2 separate regions of the Xenopus tropicalis genome follow, and region 2 is linked to region 1. The links are chromatin contacts, called in public Hi-C maps. All regions are on one chromosome and are shown on one strand. The core of a region is the stretch at or near the end of the contact, and the rest is flanking DNA. Distances in the headings are between cores, read along the strand shown. Region 1 holds the start of nxn (nucleoredoxin). Region 2 holds the start of tlcd3a (TLC domain containing 3A).

The links. A called contact is a pair of places that touch in the nucleus more often than the background predicts.
Region 2: a Hi-C map of brain shows a contact between it and region 1, with 5 times the contacts expected there. The contact joins the promoter of tlcd3a here to the promoter of nxn in region 1. A contact is called at or near these places in 3 of 5 Hi-C or Micro-C datasets (brain, neurula embryo and tailbud embryo).

The regions. Positions count from the first base shown.
Region 1 is chr2:96,364,742-96,368,740 of UCB_Xtro_10.0, forward strand. It overlaps nxn (nucleoredoxin), which reads left to right and starts at 1,776. Exons shown (of 8, transcript NM_001142200.1): 1 at 1,776-2,114. The coding sequence starts at 1,818.
Region 2 is chr2:96,496,319-96,500,317 of UCB_Xtro_10.0, forward strand. tlcd3a (TLC domain containing 3A) reads right to left here and starts at 2,119. Exons shown (of 5, transcript NM_001016139.3): 1 at 1,724-2,119. The coding sequence starts at 1,845.

The DNA.
Region 1 (3,999 bases), core at 526-3,025:
TTTGTATTGCAGTGGTAACACCCATACTATATGCATATTCTGTGTGCCAATAGCAATCTTCAGTCCCTGTTGGGGGTTGGGTGAGCGTGCTGGGAGTTGTAGGAACAGTAGGCAAATATAATTATAATATTTGGGTGCACTTGGGGGGGGGGATACAATTTATTTAGTGACAGTTTTACAGTGCACAGAAATTATCACAGCTAATATTCTGTGAGCCAGGGTGAGAAAACAGGGTGGCCCTAGCAATACTGACTGTTAGTGCCAGTTAAAGGGAGAATTTATCTTTAGGTTATCTTTTAGTATGATCAGTGGAGTACTATTCTTGACAACTTAAAATTAGTCTTCATTTTTTTAATATTTAGTTTGCAAATTTAGAAGCTATCTGGTTGCTAAGGTCCAATTTAGCCTAGCAACCAGGCAGTGGTTTGAAAGAAAGACTGGAATATGAATAGGACGGGGGGTAAAGAAATAGATCAATCATAAAATGTAACAATCACAATAAAATTGTATCCTCACAGAGTAACAGTTATTGGCTGCTGGGATCAGTGATCCCTATTTAAATGCTTAAAAAGATTCAGAAGAAGAAGGCAAATAATTCAAAAACTATAAAAAACAAATAATAAAGAAACAGGCAAATCTATAGCATGCTAAAAGTAAACCTTAAGGTGAACCATATATCTCCATATGTTGTGTTTCTTTTGGAGCTAAAGTAACAACAAAAACTTATAAGCATATATACAAAAATATTTATTATACATTTATTGCAGTGTGCAGAATATAACAAATGTATTAGGGGGCACTGCTGGCTACCAATGTCTCATGTCTATGTGTCCTTTGTACTGATGGGAGGGGCCATTGGGGGAGTGGCCCTGTGGGAGGGGGGCCCAGAAAATTTTGTTGTGAGGGGCCCCGTGATATCTGATGGCGGCCCTGCCTCTGGAACTGGCAGGGGCGGGCCAAGCTGACTGGAAGTCCTAGGCAACGCGATTGGCCACCTCGCCCCTGCACCTTCCCCTGCGTGTGCTTTGGCACAAGGGAGGGGGTGCGATGCGATAGCTCATTGCCCCTACCACGTAATGACAAGCGGCAGGGGCAATGACTAAGAAGCATGGAATAGGGGTAGGCAGGATAGGCTCCAGCCTGGTGCCCCCAATTGTTGAGCATTAGGCAGCTGCTTCTTCTGCCTTCCCCTAGTTCCGTCCATGGGAACTGGCCCCAGTCACTCACCTATAGTTCTTTTGATAAATGTCATTGTTGCAAATTAGCTTTTTCTTAGTTTCAAACAAATATAAATCCGAAAAAAAAACGAGTTTTAGTAAACCCCCCTCAGCAGAGCAAAATCTTAGATAATTTAAAAAAGTAAATAAATGAAGTCCAGCTGCAAATTGCCTTAGAATAGCATTGTCTACATCACAATAAAATTTACATTTGAAGGCGAAGTTCCCTTTTATCGCTGCTGCAGCAAGACGTCATTCACTGCCAGGACTCTACACAGGAAAATAGTTATGTTTTTTAAGTATAAAAAAAGAAACTTGCCAGTGTGCCACAAGCTTCTGATAGAGTGAGAGAAGTGAATAAGGCGTAGGTGGCACGGCAATGCGCTGGCACCCAGGTGGCAGTGTCGGCCTGAGAGAGGCGCCGGTCTCCACCCCCGTGTGTCTGTGCCCATGTGCAGCCGGCTCCCAGTCCCGCAGCCAATAGGCTCAGTGCAGCTTTAGCAGCGCACGCCGATCATCCCCTCCCGGGCGCCGGGGTGCTCCTTTCTGTGAGGCCGAGCCAGCGCACAGAAGAGCGGCGGGGGGGCCAGGCCGAGCAGCATGTCGGGCCCCGGGCTGCTGGTGGAGCTGCTGGGAGAGAAGCTGATGAATTCGGAGCGGGAGGAAGTGGATGTGCAGGCTCTGGGCTCCAGGGTGTCTTTAATCGGGTTGCTGTTCGGCTGCGGGATGAGCGCTCCGTGCCTGCAACTGCTGCCTGGCCTGAGCGACTTCTACTGCAAAACTCGGGACCGTCTGGAGATCGTCTTCGTCTCCTCCGACCCCGACCAGAAGAAATGGCAGCTGTTTCTCAAGGACATGCCTTGGCTGGCACTACCATACCAAGAGAAGCACAGAAAGGTGAGCAGGGCAGGGGCGGGCGGAGGGTCTTGCGTGACCCTGACAGTGCTGATACATTGCCTTCACTGAACTCCAATCAGCATATAATAAGAATAAGAATAGCTTGTGATTCTTAGGTGTTGAACTACAGATTGGAGCATCCTTCCTGCATCCCCTTATAGTTGTAGTTCGGCAAAAACGCGGGGGTGGGGGTGGCATTGGTAAAGGGGTCGGTTCTACGGGTTGGGCAGCAGTGTTTCTGTCTAGCCATGGCCATTCTTTAATTCATGGATGCAGTGTTCCCATTTGCCTCCTTTCTGTCAGGCACAGTGATTGTGGCACAGTTGACAATGGCTCCAAAAATAACACATTTGATATCGCTGCCCAAGTTTCTAAAATAATACATTGCCACCTGTTAATGGACTTTGCTGGACCAATTCTGTTTCAACCACCTATTCGCTGATGTCTTAAACCTGTCTAAAAAAGCTTAAATGTGTATTGTTTCACAAAGGCACTGTTATTTCTGTTTTAGTCTAAATACCAGTTTGTTGATTAAATATGTTGTATATTTGTTTAAAATTTCCCATAATATCATGGTAAATCTGTAAGCCTGGCTATGCTTATGGTTGCTATTGCAGAAACTGTGACAGTCCACAGCGAATTTGCTTTGTGCAAGTGTTTAATCAAAGCCTTGTATTTCCTTTGTACCACACAACCTGTGTAATTTCTGCTGTTTTTGGCAATACTGGTGTGCCTGTATATAAAGCATTTGAATGTATCCATCAAAATTGACTGAATATGAAATAGTAGCCATAATCAGAAGCCAATTACATCAAAATAATTGTTAACAACCCCCCCTTATTTACCATAAACACATTTTGTCATATTTCAATGGCCATCTGAGTTTCAGTTTGACAGGCCAATCCTCATATAGTCGCATCAAGTCAATTTTTGTGAGGTGAATTCTTAAATGCACAGTCACACGCACAATCACTTCAGTGTTTCTCAACGTTTTCTGGATGGGACCCTGATTAATCTGTAAGGGAACTTTGCAGTTCAAGTAACATTTTGCCAAATGTAATTCTTAGCAACTGTCCAATATACATTACATGTTTTAAAGTTGTTTATAAAGGGAATTGAAATTAAAAATAGCTTTTTCTGTCCTTTTCTGCACTGCTGGTTCTGTGTGTTAAAACAATGTATCAGAAGTCAACCCCACATGCATCAGCTGGCTTTTTTTCCCCTACATTCTTTCATATGACAGATCCACCAGGGTAAAGAATAGGAAGGGACAGACAGATACTGTTTTTAATAGCAGACAAATATACAAATAATGTTAACCCTTTCAAAATGTGTAATTAATATATATTGGAAAGGTGCTTAGAATGTTTATAAATATTGGAAATGTGCTTTAAATGTTTACAAACAGGCAACATTTAATTGTTCCTTTATCCCTTTCTCTGATGTCTTTCTTAACAAGTTAAGGATGCTTCGGAAAAAGCACATTGGTAGGCAACACATTTAGGGGCTGATTTACTAACCCACGAATCCGACCCGAATTGGAAAAGTTCCGACTTGAAAACGAACATTTTGCGACTTTTTCGTATGTTTTGCGATTTTTTCGGATTCTGTACGAATTTTTCGTTACCAATACGATTTTTGCGTAAAAACGCGAGTTTTTCGTATCCATTACGAAAGTTGCGTAAAAAGTTGCGCATTTTTCGTAGCGTTAAAACTTACGCGAAAAGTTGCGCATTTTTCGTAGCGTTAAAACTTAACGCTACGAAAAATGCGCAACTTTTCGCGTAAGTTTTAACGCTACGCAAAATGCGCAACTTTTTACGCAACTTTCGTAATGGATAGGAAAACTCGCGTTTTTACGCAAAAATCGTATTGGATCCGAAAA
Region 2 (3,999 bases), core at 869-3,368, 130 kb after region 1:
GAAAACATCACTATGCATCCCTAGCTGTTACCATTTGTAGCATCCACAACCTCACATTTCTTTTTTTGTTAAAACACATTTTTACATGTTTTTGCTGCAAATCTACCTCTTTCGGGCTGGAACCTGGGGTGACATGCATATAACCTTATTAAAGGTACCGGCATGCCTGGAAAATACATTTCCTGCTAGTCTAACATAATATAGAATGTCTAATTGAATTATACACTAGACTTCAAAGACATTAACATCCTACTGTAAATGTGCGCCTCCACTACTCAGTGCAACCAAGATCACTTAAAAGAGAACTAATAAAATATCTAACATGTCCATGTCAGCTTAGTTTTCTAGAAAGCAGTCAGGGAAATGTAAATGAATGTAAATGTATTAATTACTATGTAATATTCACACTTAGCTCATTGTTCTGTATGACTTGTGTCTTAGGCTGAAATTGGCTTCTGTATCATGTAATAAAACACCACTACATTAATAAATCAGTGGACCTTTTGCTGCATCTGGTTGTGAAACATATTACACTGATGAAATAGAAAAGATGAATGCAACAAACTTTACATAAATACATAACAATCTATGCATAACATGTGGCTTTTTCCTATTCTGCTTGCCTGATGTTCTCATTAACAAATTAGATCATAAGCCTAGGGCAGTGGTTCCCAACCTTTTTTGCACCATGGACCGGTTTCAAGCAAGACAATTTTTCCAAGGACCGGGGATGGGGGGTGTAGCGCAATTAGTGCTAGTTAAATGTTATATTATGCACTTTACTATTATTATTATTATTAAATACAGCTTAATAAAGTACTTTGGTCCTTGTCATGATCAGTAGAAATCTTCCTGGGCTTCCCATAGCTATTGTCATGGCTGTGTAACGCATCAGGGAGTTGGGATCACAGGTAATTGAGACCAGAGGTGGCCCGGTTTAGCACAGCCCACGGTCCGGCACCGGTCCCCGGACCGGTGGTTGGGGACCCCTGGCCTAGGGAGTAAAGTATTAGATAGGACCACTGATTTCCAATACCTAGCACAACTTATACCCAATCTTCCAGCTGTTAATGCTGTAGTTCTGCAGGCAGGGGGGAAACCTGAAGTTACTGGGACCCATTATCATTATATGGCCCACAAAACTCTCTATTCTCTATATACCTGTATTGAAACTGCTTTCATTCAGTGACCCATTAGTTCCCTTATATGTGGAGGGCCCCAGGTTTATTACATCTGCTCATATGCAGCAACAATTCACACCAGACCTGGACTGGGATTTAAAATAGGCCCTTGTATTTCAAGTACACAGAAGCTCAAACAGCCCCCAACCCATTAAACAGTAAATATCTATGGCATCTTACAGAAGCCCCTCTTGCATTTGCCAAATTCCACAGACTGCCAGTCTGGACATGATCCATACTATAGAAAAGACACAGGGGATAAAGACTGGATGTGATTGATGATTAGTAGAAAACAGACTTTATTTCCCTTTATTGTATATTAGCCCAAGGCACAGGAGTACAGGCACAGGTATGGGTGCAAGTGAAGTTCTATGTGCAGAGGCACAGTGATGCACTATAGACAGAGGCAATCCCTTACACAAGAAAAAAACAGGATCTAGTCCTTCCTAATGAGCCCTCCATCACTGGCTACCAGATTGTACTTTATATCCTCCAGATGTTACACAGTAGGACAGTTCGTCCAACGAGGAGCACAAAGTTACCTGGTACTAAGCAACGAGCAGTCAGCTTCTGTCCATTGTGGCAGAGTCCGTCGGGCACACCGGCTGCACAGTAGGTAGAGTCCCGGAAAAAAGAGGGAACCTGCGGCCAAGACGTGCCACATCGCGCCCGCTACCGCACAAACTACTGAAACTACCGAGCAGAAGCCTGCCAGCACCTAGCCCCGCCCACGGAACGTCACCGGAGAATCCTTCCAAACCCACAGATTACTTGAATTGGTTCTGCCTTACTCGCGTCACCACCTTCCAGAACAGGGATGCCTAGAAGATAGGGTACCAGGCCTCAGGGGAAAGCTGGAAGCGGGGGTGCATTTAGCGCTGCGCCTCCTCAGCTCCGATCCTCCCCCTTTTTGCTATCAAATCAGTTACTCGCCCTGCGTCCGAGCAGCTTTCTCTGCGCCCTGCCGGCCATTCTATGCCTACCGCTATTCAACCCGCCCATCCATTCACTCATTTCTAGGACTATCAGCAGCTGTGCTTTCAACAGCCAATAGGAACATAGTCCAGTTACACACGCTGCACCTATTGGTTGAAAGAAAGGTAAGAAGCAGCCTTCCCAAGGAGACAGAAAGAGGAGAAGGGGGTTTGTGGGAAGTGCAATTTAGAACGCAAATCGGCAGGTTTTTTTTCCATTCATTTTGGTTGGGCGAGTAAAGCTATGCGTTATTTGTTAAACAGGAGCACGTTGCATCTAAAATCTGTTTAATTGGTATGGTATTATCCTGTGATTCTTTTGGGTTGAGGTCTCTTGCACCTATTGCACATCCTGCTGTGGGAACCCTGGAATGTGTTCAGGGTGCCAGCTGCTCCATGCATAAATAGGCCCAGTTGTACTTGATCCTTCATGACAAACACTGAAAGGCTCAGAAAGGAGGTAGTGCAATTGCTACAATAGGAGTATGAACTTCTAAAAAGTTATTAGAGCCGTTATAGGAAACCCTAACCCTAACGTTTTATCTAGGTGGTAAATGGTAAAGGTGCTTCCCAATGTAGGGATCCCAAGATTTGGGCCCCTTAGCCTGGGTTCCCCACACAAACCGTTCAGGGCTGAAACGGCAGATAAGGATGTAGAAACAATAGGATTTCTACCTCCTGCCGATTCAGCCCTGACAGCAGATTTTGCTCAGGTGCCTTCTATGGCGCTCGATCAAAATCTTTTAACTTGCCCGATCAGCGAGTTGACCGATATCAGCAGCCTCCTGCGATAATGGTCAACTCATCGACTTGCTATACACGCACCGATAATATCGTACGAAACCTCGTTTCGTACGATATTATCGGTGTGTGTATGGCCAGCTTAAGACAGGCAAACCAGTGGGTGGCCTTGTGGGATATGGACACTTAAGGGTGTGTACTAGCTGTTTGTGTAAAAAGAGTTTCCTATGTTATTCAGCAGCAACCACTAGGTGGCAGTGTGCTGCAATATAAAAAGGGATGACACATACACTGTGTAGGTCTTTGGTCCTGTGACACCACCTCTGTCAGAGGTTAGCTACAGGATTCAGTTAGAAAGTTCAGATAGGTCATTTATAGTCACTCTAGGAGTAAAAGGATAGTTGCGGTATCTAGTAAGGGCAGTCTGAAGCCCCTCCGAGGATATTAGTGAGGTTATTACCTCCCGGCATTACTAGCTGTAGTTCAGGTATATCAAGTGGCTCAGGTGGTAGCCAGTTCTATAAAAGGGGAGATTGCCTAAGAGAAAGGGTCTCTTGGCAGGAGTACCAGGGAGTAGTTCTAAGTGAGAGGGTGTCCTAGAGGAAGTATAGGGAGATATACCTGAACCTGCATATTATATTACTGGATACTGTTTGGATACAATAAAGAAGTTTATGTGGTTAAACAGCAACTCCCAGTCCCCTGGTCAATTCCTCAAAGAGTGGCTCCTCAACTGCCTGGTAAGCAACCACCCCAAGGGGGGCAAGGTCCCGGGAGTTGCAGGGAGTCCACCAAGTGGAGGCCTGCACAGATTAACCTAGCTCAAATAGTACATACAAGACCAGAGAAGTTTCCCAGGGAGGGGGTACCACAGTCAACCTGCCCTGACTGGGTGGAGGCACGCCAGTTAACAGTGTACCCGCTCTCCCATATAGCGGAGGCACAAGACTCCTGTAGCGCCACACGCAGGTAAATGCATGTTAGAAGTCAAGCAGTAGCAGAAGAGGGCTACACCAGCATGTTCACTTGTACTCTCTCCTCATCACTTTGTATGAAAATGTAGGTTAAAGGGAAAGATAAGGCTGAAGAGTTGCCAATTTAGA